Regions from separate parts of the Mus musculus genome. Here region 2 is linked to region 1. The links are chromatin contacts, called in public promoter capture Hi-C maps. All regions are on one chromosome and are shown on one strand. Each heading gives the region's core, a stretch centred on a gene start, on an enhancer-like site or on the middle of the called end of the contact. The rest is flanking DNA. Distances are from core to core; before and after follow the strand shown. Region 1 holds the start of Zmat1 (zinc finger, matrin type 1). Region 2 holds the start of Gprasp1 (G protein-coupled receptor associated sorting protein 1).

The links. Promoter capture Hi-C pulls out the DNA fragments that hold promoters and counts their contacts.
Region 2: a promoter capture Hi-C map of liver shows a contact between it and region 1, with 6 times the contacts expected there. The contact joins the promoter of Gprasp1 here to the promoter of Zmat1 in region 1. A contact is called at or near these places in 6 of 39 promoter capture datasets (erythroid cells, hippocampal neurons, liver and 2 more), 1 of 115 datasets of contacts at active chromatin or transcription factors (memory CD8 T cells) and 1 of 9 other capture datasets (liver).

The regions. Positions count from the first base shown.
Region 1 is chrX:135,005,889-135,011,765 of GRCm38.p6, forward strand. It overlaps Zmat1 (zinc finger, matrin type 1), which reads right to left and starts at 3,321. Exons shown (of 7, transcript NM_175446.3): 1 at 3,023-3,321. The coding sequence starts at 3,086.
Region 2 is chrX:135,739,653-135,745,404 of GRCm38.p6, forward strand. It overlaps Gprasp1 (G protein-coupled receptor associated sorting protein 1), which reads left to right and starts at 3,040. Exons shown (of 11, transcript NM_026081.5): 1 at 3,040-3,326; 2 at 4,847-4,923. Armcx5 (armadillo repeat containing, X-linked 5) reads left to right here and starts at 3,040. Exons shown (of 4, transcript NM_001009575.5): 1 at 3,040-3,326; 2 at 3,911-3,962; 3 at 4,847-4,923; 4 at 5,267-5,752. The coding sequence starts at 5,525.

The sequences.
Region 1 (5,877 bases), core at 2,071-4,570:
CTGGATCAGAATTCATTTTGTCATAAATAGCTTTGAAAAAGTTCACTTAATGAAATATGGAGCATCCTAAAAAGCCACCCAACTCCCCTTATCCTTTATGTGTATGTCTTTTTGCATATTATTCTCTTGGCATTTCTTTTGCTTGTTTTAAGTTTGTTGTTCAATATCCCAGTAGAATTTCTTGAAGGTTTTTAACATTCCCTATATGACAATTTTTATGTCTACTGCCATTGGCTCATCTTTGTGAATGTTGGCTACAAATTGTGACTGGGCCAGCAAATGCTTTTTCAAACCCATTTTAATGATTTTTATCGGGAGTAATCTTGTAATTATGATGACCCTGACATTAGTCTGACATATTTCAGAGCCACACCTTAATTAGAACTTAGAAAAAGTCAAAGTATATTGGCACACAACTAACCAAGACTTTTTCCTTGCCTTTTGTACATTATAGCTAGAAAAATAGTGTTTTATAAATAAATAAAAGTTCTGAGGCCTAATGGTGTTTTGAATATTACAATGTGTTAAACATCTACCATTTTTTTAAGTGAAAATATAAGGGGCTTTTAGTTTGGACTTCAGAGTTAATGAAAAATACTTAACTAAAATGAAAGGACAGACAATCGGAGATTACAGTTACATTTCTTTTTTTCCTATACTAGTAAAATTTCTCAACAGTATTTCAACACAGATTTCACTACTCAGTGAGTGTAAAGTGGTAACTACCATCAAGGTTTCTTATGACTTATGAATTATTACTTTTGTATTCAGCCACCAAATTCCACCAAAAGAAGTAACAATGTAAACTCCAAAATCATCGACCATATTTTCAGGTCAGAGAATAATCTCAGAGTTTGTCTTCTCCAAGTCCCTTGCTTCAGACATGGAAGCCCAAACCAAGGACATCTGGGACCAATTCAGGATCCCAAAGTCTAGTAGTTTTATAAACAGCGTAATCTGTATGTACTGTGCCAGATTCCAGATATTGTTTGGACTTTATTAAATTATGTTCTTGTCTTCATTTTGTGTGAGTTTCATTTTGTGTGAGTACACATGTGCCACAGTGAGAGAGAGAGAGAGAGAGAGAGAGAGAGAGAGAGAGAGGTCAGAGGACAGCATAGGAGTAATTTCTGAAGCTTGGCACAGGCTCCTTTTCCCTCTGTGCCATCACGAAGGTCCCTGAAATTCTCTCTCTTAGAATGCTTTTACTATTTGCACATATCCAAAGACACTGTAACCAAAGCAGTTACACAGAGTGGTAAAAAGCCATTTTTCTATAAAATATTGTTTCTAAAGTTCAGTATGAACTGGTCACCAGAGCCAAAACTGTTCAATGCCTACAAAACAACTCTCACCTATTTGCTGGCTATGGACAAAGTTTGTTATCCAAGTAAAAGCTAGGAGTGGTGGTACAAACCTGTAGTCCCAGCATTCAGAAAGTGGAGACTGGAGGACCAGTTCACAGTGAATTTGAGGCAAGTGTAAAGTACATGGGACCATGTTTCAAAATGAACCAAAAAAAAAAAAAGGAAAAAAACAACCACAAAGTCCCCTTGAAAATGTAAAAGCCCAGGAGTTTCCAAACAATGCTATAATTCATGGCTGATTGAAGACATTACTCTTTCAAAAATTGTCTTCACTTAGCCTGTTACTAAATCATGATCATATCCCAGTGGAGTCCCAATTTCCGTATTTAGTAGATGGCATTAATATAATATGCCCATTGCAAATATTATAGGGGATTTAAAAAAATTTGTTTTGTCATTCCACCAAAGTGAAAGATGTGAAATATTGTGGAATGGCCCTCAAGGGCATATCATTTATACATCAGAAGAAATTATTTTATGAGGTTAATTTTAATGAGTGTCTTTACCCAAGAAAAAGGGAATCTAACCTGTTTCCTCTATTTTTACATTCACAATCTTTCACTTTGGATGTCCATGAACAAGATAAGGTAATCCAGAAAATATTTTTACAGTAATTATTAGATCTGAGCACTTCTGTAGCAGAATCCGTCTTAACCATTTAAGAACATCGCCCAAACTGCTTTCAACCACATTGCAATGGCAGATTTCACAGTCTAATAGTAGGCTGCTTACAGATACATAATAGCCTGTGTGAAAGGTCGCTTATATTCAAACAGTCAAGAGATAGCTCTCCATGTTTGGCATAGTAAGTGGTGGCAGGTACAACAGCACTTACTTGAACCCAAAGAAATGTTAAAGATGGGCCCTTAACCCTGTTTCACTAGGCCTTAACCTCAAATACCAAAGAAAATTCTCCAAATGATTTCTGAAATTTGTGCTTCTGCCAAACACTTTCTCTTCAGTACAGGCCTCATTGCCAGAGAGGAACCTATGACCTCACGTCCAACAAATTCTACTTGAAAGCTCAAGTACACATGCTAAACTGTCCAAATTGCTAACTCTGTCGTCTCTCTGTAAATATCACACTGCCGAGTTTATTTCCTGAGTTTCTACACTGCAAGACGTTGAATCGCACCAGGGAGGGGGGGGGGGTTCCTGTTAAATTTCTGATAGTCCCTCTTTGCTCTCCCTTTCCTTTCCCTGGCTCCACAGCACTTCTGCTCTGCCTCCTCTTCCCAAATTGCACATCAGCATCCTACTTCCCCCTAAAGCGGCTAGCTAAGACAAAAATTATGTTTATTATTATTTTTCCCCTTCAAACTCCTGTCTTAAGAGTATCTGCCATTCCTTTGCTGGGGGGGGGGTGGGCTTTGGGGAAGGGGAGGTTAGGGATGCCCTTCACAGCTTCAGTCCTTCTGAGACCCTAGGGCCTAATTAGGGAGGGGGGTGGGATGGGGTGGGGGTGGGGTGGGACAGGTCCAAGCTCAGCGGAGCGGGGCGGGACGGGGCGGGGCGGGGCGAGCTTGGCCTTTACTGCGCCACAGCAGGTGGGGGGTGGGGCGGTGTCGAACCGCGCCCAGTCCGGGTTCCGGGCCAGCTGCTGACTGGCGGCGAAGGCGAACAGGCCGCCTTCGCGTCCCGGGACGGGAACTCACCTTCTCTGAGGCAAGGGCAGGTGTCTACTTTAAAACTACTGTCCCCCCTCCCCGCCGCCGCCATAGTGGAGCCGCCAAAGCCGCCGCCGCCTTCTCCACAGCACCGGCAAGTGAGCAGGCAGGGGTGGAGGTGGCAGAGGAGGGAGGCACCAGCAAGGCCGCCGCCGCTGCCGCCGCGTAGGCGGCGGCGGAGGCGACAGCTTAGGGAACTTCCCGAGGGTGGGAAGACCTCGCCAGCTGAGCTACAGCTTTCGGCGACGCCACCGCCGCCGCCGCCGTCGCAGCCTGGCGCGCACAATTGCACTGGAGTCCGGATTCCGTTAGGCTTTTTTTTTTTTAGCCCCGCCTTCGCCCAAGCTCCACCTCCCATCCTTTGCTTCCTCTTTGGCAACCCCAGCCTCGCTCTGGCTCCCCTCATCCTCCAATAGGAGAGCCATGCACCCGCAGGATGCCTCCCCCTTCCCCCGTGGCTCTGCAGTACGGACCTCCCTCCGGAGAGGAAGAAAAAAGATGGCCAAGGGCGAAGGGCAAAAAGCGCGGGATGTAAAAACAAATGTCCTTATACGGTGGGGACTGACGCACTAATCTAACAGCATTTTTTTTTTAAATGTCAGGCTCTCTCTTGATCCCACCTCCAAAATCTCTCTAAAAGACATTTTCCCCTCTTTTGAAATAAGCAGGATCTGGTCCTTCAGTCTAAATGGCCCCTTAAACAACAGCTTGGCCATCAAAATTACCGTAAATCTGGTGCACAGTGGAAGAACGGAACTATTACTCAGCGTTTAATTCTCATCACTTTCCCCCAAACCCCTTAGAACTCCAATATTTTATGTTCATTTCCCTGCCTTTAAAACATACAAATTGTCACGTAGATGTATGCTTAAATACTGTTATTTTTGTTATAATAAAAAATACACACTTAAAACCAGCTATTGCAAAACTATTTTTTGTTTTGAAATTTTCATATAATTGTGTAGTTAATGGAAATAATCTAATTGGCCGGCTTGTCGTGAAGCATTATTTATATTTTCGAATTGCCCAATATTTCAGTTTATTGATCTCAAGCATTAAATTTTAAAGATTTTGCAAAATGATTGCCTATGCCAAAACACATTATTTAAAAGTAAATGCAATTATAGTTATTTTCTAAAGAAATTGTTTTAAATATAGACCAAGTAATTAAACATAATTTTTAAAAAAAATAACACAAAATTTGTTTTGGACTTCAAATAATGGTTATTATTATACCTAAATTAAATTTGAAAGAGGTCAAGCTGTTATCCAGCAATGGCATTTATTTTTAATTTAAAAAGTATTTAGTTGTGTGTGTGTGTGCACGTGCGTGCACGCGTGTGCTTTAGTGTAAGTAATTACACTGTAGTTCATGCAGGAGATCAAGATCAGAAGAGGTGTCAGAATACCTGGGACTGAAGCAGACTGTTATGAACTGCCTGCCATATGGGTGCTAAACCCAAGTTCTTTGCAAGAGCACTTAAGTATTCTTAACCGCTTAATCATCTCTCCAGACCCCAAAAATGAAATTTAAAGGAAACAATTTGATCCTTGGTAATCAGACTCTTTCTGTAGGTATAAGGTTTTTGTATACTGTGTAAAGTTTACCCTACTGTTATTCAAATGCTGATTTCTGTGGCCTGATACCTTGTTTTAATCCAGACACAGCATTGTAATTCTTATACCAAGAATCTCCTGTCTCAAGTTTGTATAAACAATTCTTACCATTTGTCAATAAATGCTGATTGCCCAATGGCTGGGCAGGATAAAGAATAGGGCAGGACGTCTGCCAACCGGAGGAAGGAGAGAGTGTAGAGAAAGAGATTCAGATTAGCAAGGAGGGAGGAGGATTTGGAGCCATGAGGTGTCCAGAGAGAAGTCATGGAAACACACATGAAACTCAAAGAGCCAGATCAATAATAATATGCGAGAATCAAGGGGTGGTGCTAGGAAGTAGCCAGCTTAGCATAAAAAGTAAAGATCATTTAATTGCCTAGCTATTGAGGTGCAATTTTAACTAAATCTTGGTGTCCCTGTGTAGTTATTGGGGGCTAACATAAGGTAAAGAAATACAGCTACCCGATTAATTTACTGCTACATTTATATTAAATTCATTTTCACTTTCAAATAACTTACGGCTTATATTCTATTAGTCCCATCAGTTATTCATAAACTCTTTAAGAGTTCTGACATTAAAAGTCGCTTTTAAAGCCAGGCAATGGGGGTGTGTGCCTTTAACCCCAGCACTCAGGAGGCAGAGGCAGGTGGATCTTTGTGAGTTCCAGACCAACTTGGCCTACAGCAGGACAGCCAGGGCTGTTAGACAGAGGAAACCCCTTCTGGAAAAACAAACAAACAAAACTCTGTTTCAAAAGGAAACACATACCCTGTATTGTAAATCTCCCTAAGGATTCACAGCTGGGGAGTTCACAGGCCCCAGGGGGTGAACTTGCTACTATTTTGCTAAAGGGATATAATAGCAAACTGCCCTCTAAATTCCTGTCACTAAACTTAAACCTACAGTTTAGTGCAGCTCTCAGACACGAAAGAAGTTTCTTTGTGCAGTAAATAACTGGATATTGATGAACACACTTGCAAGCAGTCAAAAAGTGCAGAGGTGTCTGTGGAATGCTCAGCCACATATGGGACATCTGTATCCCATTTCCTCCTGGCAAGGCTTAGGAACCGTGGAAGGAGAGGGGATGGCAGGATTGTAAGAGCCAGAGGTTAGCTACAACAGGGCCATTGCGTACATGAACTCACAGCCTTCACAGGATCTCTACAAGATCAAGACAATCACATTCCAGTGTTGGTGAAGGGGCTTTTAAGAGCCCCAACCCCAG
Region 2 (5,752 bases), core at 1,790-4,289, 730 kb after region 1:
TGGAAACCACTGAGGCTTCTTTGATCAACAACTCATAGTAAGGTACCTGATGTTTGGTACTAAGGTGTGTGTGTGTGTGTGTGTGTGTGTGTGTGTGTGTGTGTGTGTGTATTCATTATCCATTTATATACTCATGGACATATAATCTGGTCTGATTCCATTTCTCAGCTATTCTGAATACAGCCACAATGGACATGGATATGCAAGTATCTCTGTGGTGGATTATGGAGCTCTTTTGGAATGTTCTTGGGAATGGTATAAGTGAGTCACACAGTGCTTCTAATTTTTACTTTTTAAGAAACCCCCATGCTGATTTCCATAGTGGTTTCACCAGTTCTACCAGTTTACACTTCCACCAACAGTGGGTGGATAAGCTTTTTTTTCCCCCCATATCCCCATCAGGATTTGTCAAGAAAACAACTGGCACCAAACACTATTGAAGATGCAGCATATGTTTAAGGGTTTAAAGATACATTAAAGTTAAAAGGCTTACTAGGGGAAATGATAATGGCATTCTGTCGATGCGCCAGTAGCCAAAAAGACCCTGAAACTGGAAAATGGTTTGAGTGGATTTATCCAGAGTTGACCACTACTTCCTGTTTTCTCTTTCTTTCTTTCTTTCTTTCTTTCTTTCTTTCTTTCTTTCTTTCTTTCTTTCTTTCTTTCTATTAGATATTTTCTTCATTTACATTTCAAATGCTATCCCAAAAGTCCCCTATATCTTCCCCCCACCCTGCTCCCCTACCCACCCACTCCTGCTTCCTGGTACTATTCCTGGTACTGTACTGGGGCATATGATCTTCGCAAGACCAAGGGCCTCTCCTCCCATTGATGGCCGGCTAGGCCATCCTCTGCTACATATCCAACTAGAGACACAAGCTCTGGGGGGTACTGGTTAGTTCATATTGTTGTTCCACCTATAGGGTTGCAGACCCCTTTAGCTCCTTGGGTACTTTTTCTAGCTCATTCATTGGGGTCCCTGTGTTCCATCCAATAGCTGACTCTGAGCATCCACTTCTGTATTTGCTAGGCCCCATCATAGTCTCACAAGAGACAGCTATATCAGGGTCCTTTCAGCAAAATCTTTCTGGCATATGCAATAGTGTCTGGGTTTGGTGGTTGTTTATGGGATGGATCCCTGGGTGGGGCAGTCTCTGGATGGTCTTTCCTTCCGTCTCAGCTTTGGAACTTGTCTCTGTAACTCCTTCCATGGGTATTTTGTTCCCTATTCTAAGGAGGAATAAAGTATCCACATGTTGGTCTTCTTTCTTCTTGATTTTCTTGTGTTTTGCAAATTGTATCTTGGATAGTCTAAGTTTCTGGGCTAATATCCACTTATCAATGAGTGCATATCATGTGTGTTCTTTTGTGATTAGGTTACCTTACTCAGGATGATGCCCTCCAGTCCATCCATTTGCCTAAGTTAATACCAGCCTTATTTATAATAGCCAGAAGCTGGAAAGAACCCAGATGTCCCTCTTTCTTTCTTTCTTTCTTTCTTTCTTTCTTTCTTCCTTCCTTCCTTCCTTCCTTTCTTTCTTCCTTCCTTTTTCTCTTTTCTTTCCTTCTCTCCTCTTCTCTTCTCTTCTCTTCTCTCTCCCTCTCTCTATCTCTCTCTCTTTAACTGTTTTTAGGGCCCTGGGCTGGCCCATCTGGAGGGACCACTACCACCTATTTTTTACAATTATGTTTTATTGAGCCTCCCACCAAAACTATTTTCATCTTGTGTCCTGGGTCATGAAGATGGTCTGTCTGGACTGACCATCACCACCTAGTATTGTTCCTTATAGGCTGGTTATTCCTTCCAAAAGTTAACCTCCTGCCTCATGACATTATCAGGTTTTCTGATAATGTAGACTGGGACTGAGGGGAAACCATGCACTTTTATTAAGGCAATTTCAAAATTACAAACATCCCTGAAACAGGAAAAATGTCTCTCATCATAATCTACTAATGTCATAGCTCAGCTTAGAGTTGAGGCATACAGGACTGATGGGCTGGGACATTTCTAAGTGGTATACATGTTAGAAACACTTTCTGATTCTAAGGCTTATTTTAATTAAATTTATGTTCAAATAGATAATACAAACATGAGGCCCAGCATTCAAGATGCAAGGACTTATATAGTCAGAGATTTAGGGGGCAAGAAACGTGAGGGAACAAGCCCGGAGAAATCCACAGAGCAGGGACTGGTGTTGGTCCACGGGTACAAAGATACTTTGGTATTATGTCTTGTCAGTAAGAAGATTCTTGTTTTCCCAGTGCCTAGATTAAATCCAAGCCACTGCACCTTATGGTAGTGAGGTCATCCTGGAGTAGAACTCGTCTGCACAGTTCTTTTTCTCCCTGTTTTTCCTCTATCCTTACTTCATGTTATCTAAAACTATTTCAAAACAAGAAACATGCCGGACAATAAGAGCAAAAGATTTCAAGGGGTGGCAACAGGAAACATAAAAAGGGAGATTGAAAAACAAAACAAAACAAAACAAAAACGGTCTGGCAGCAGAGCAGTTTTCCATAGGTTCTGCCGCTGCAGCAAGAATTTTATGCAAACAAGCCCTTACAGGTGCATCACTGGCGGATTTTGCTTGTAGAAGGAACAGTTTAGAATTTGTTGGAATAAATGAGAATTTTTATTTGTAATTTCAGCGTTGAGAACCGCCCCACCCCCAGCATCGTTTCTACCTTGAGCCCCTCCCCTACCTAACCAGCTCACTTCAGTGGGCGGTGGGTTTAGTGAGGAACGTGTAAAAACACTAGAATTCTTTGCTATCCTTCCGCCCGGTAAGGCGGCCGCTTTTTCTTCTGACGCCACAGCGTGAAAACCGCATGCATTTCGAAATGGAAAGACATGTCTAAGAAGGAAGCTAAAACCGACATTTGGTAATCGCCTGCTTGCGGGTGCTTGGCGCGGTTTTCCCTAGTTCGGGATCAGAACCTAAGTGTCGCAGTGTGCGCCACAGTAGTATCACTCCGCTTCCCTAAGCCGGAACTCCTTAAATAACTCTAGCTCCTCCCTCTGCGGGCCTCCGTAATGACGTAGCCGCGCCTAGTGCGTCCCGGCGGATGTAGGTAGCTATGTAGTCGCTTCGTGAGGGACCGGAGAGAGGAGTGGGTACCGAAAGGTGACAGTAATTTGCTAGTCATGGCCCTTCATCTTGTCCTACATCCCAAGCTCCCGGCAAGCCCCTAAATTACAGTCGCCGCCATTGCCTCTGCTCCCTGCGGCGGACTGCCGACGGCGTTTGCCTGCCTCCTTTCTGTGTGGGAAGGCGCCGCCGGAGAGAACGCACCTAAGAAAACTGCCTTGGATTCAAGCAGAACAGGTCAGTAAGAAGGAGGGCATTGCTTGGGGTTGTGGTTGCGGGTTCCATGATTGGTGCGGGATTGGTGACCTGATTTTAGGGGGCGAGTGTTGGGAAGACAGACTAGGGAGGATGAGAAAAAGCTATCTACGTTTCCAGAAACTCGCTTCATCACGTTTGGGAAGGGAGATGGATGCAATGGCATCATCTACTGGGGAGATGGCGTACTTGTCAGAGAAAGGACTACCACCACTGATGAACGCAGTTGTCTGAGGAGCCTTGAGAATCAGGAAGGAGATACACAAAGGGGTTATAGATGTGGGAACATTAAATCTTGTGTTGGGTGTATTCGAAGATTGCACATTCTTATCTGACCATTAATTAACCATATCTTACTCAGTGCGATTTCATTTGATTTGGGGCTATCACACATTCATTTGTGTGGATAGATTTTGTGCCAAGTTTGCATTTCTCCACGTTTCAGGGCGGCAGATCAAAAGGGGAGGGGAGAAGATAAACAAAACTGACCTGATTTCTGTACTGTGGGAGAAAGCTGCAAGACTAGGTAGGGTTCTAGAATAATTTCTACATCTCCTCTTTTCCAGCCTTCCAGAAATGCCCTCCGCGTTACCCCAACTATGTTGCAGAATGTGATAGGTTTGTGTGGGTGGGTGGGGGATAATCATAAGAATGTGTAAGAAAATTGAAAATGATACTTTTCATTATTTCCCCAGCTTCCTGTTATTGTCAGGCGTTTCATCCCTACTGCTACCAGTACGACCAACTGTGCAGAGATGATTTAGTTGTCCCTTCATGGAAATGATCAGGCTTTAAGAATATAGCAGAGGAACGTGGAGATTTGGGGGTGTCATGGGGGGATGACAAAAAGAAAGGGAATCAGAGAATTCTTTACCAAACAAGTATCTGTATCCAGCAAGCATTTATTCCGTAATTACTGTTTCCTAAATTATACTCAGTAGTGCTGTTCTCATGTTTGTGGATTTCCATTGATAGACACATCCGGAGGGTTGTATAACTTGGCTGTTGTGAATGTTTGTAAAATAACTGAATGTGAAGCTAGGAGATAATGAGAAGGCAATTGTCCAGATTCGAGGATTAGTGTGAAGACAGACAAGGATCACTGAGACTAGAATGTCACACCCTTCTGTTTTGTCAGTTTCTCGATGACCTCTAGCTGGTCTGTGGATTCACTTAGGAGTCTTGGTCTAACTCTAGAGATAGATGCAGGATGGGAACATCTTCCTTTAATCCCCTCTTTCCTGTCCTGCTCTAACACTTCATTATCAACCGATTTTTCAACTAAGGGATTACCGAAACAGTCACTCAAGAAGACAATGGAGGGCCCCAAGGGAGGAGGAGGAAGAGGAGGAGGAACAGCTTTGAAGCTGGTTAATGGAAGGAGAGGAAGACCAGGAAGGGAAAAGCTAGACAAGCTTCTCTGAGAAGGCAAGAATAAGGGCCAGGAACCAAGGTCTGTATCCCAAGAGCTGAGTTTCTCTGTCCTCTTTATCTATCTATAGGTTTGCCAGATCTGCTGCAGGGCTTGTCGCCAGTGGAAACAGAGAAAGGAGGAAACAATCCCTTGGCAAGAGCGCAGGTTAGTATGAACGTGGGGACTCCTCGAGTAAGACCTATAGTATGGAACAGTAAAGATTTGGTTGGCTCCAGCCTAGGTCAGCAGATAGCCTCGGAATTTTGCAGCCTCTCGTGTCCATCCAGCTTTCCTATTCTTTCTGCCCTTATTGGTGTCTGCAAAGACAAATTGGTAGCACATGAAGGTATAGACAGTGGGTGAACTGAAAGGAGGAGTTGGCTCCTTGTCTCCTTCTTCCCCATAGAGCACTGAATTTCCATACTTAACTATGTCTCTGTGCTTATCAGCATGAGAAGAAAGCAAATTGGAAGAGACTTAAAGCCCCATTTCCTTCCTCCACCCCTAGGTCCAACTTCAGTGACAGATCTGATGGCCTTGGAGTGGCTGAAGACCACCACCCTCCACAGGCCTGCGCCCCAGCACAGCTATCCTTTATCTTGAGTGAGCTTCCTCAACATGCTGTCTATATGATTGGCAGAAACTGTAGTTGGAAAGGGGCTGAATGACTACTGGACTTTATATGAAAACACCTACTTGGGGCTGACTTTCGGGCAAGGCTGAGACAGGGGCATATTTATATTAAGCTTTGCCTTTCTCTCGAACCATGATTGGCTCTAAAACTAAAAGGAAAGCTAGAGAAGAGTCTGGGGCTTCCTCAAAACCTGGAACCAATAGCCCTGCCAATGCTAAAGGAAAAGCCAAGAATCAGACCACTAAAGCCGTTAAGGCAGAACCAAAAGAAGAATGGGGGAACCAGGCTGAGGCTAGGGATGAAGCAGTGGCCAGGACACAGCCAGCCATTTCCACTGAGCCCAAGACTGTGACCTGGAAA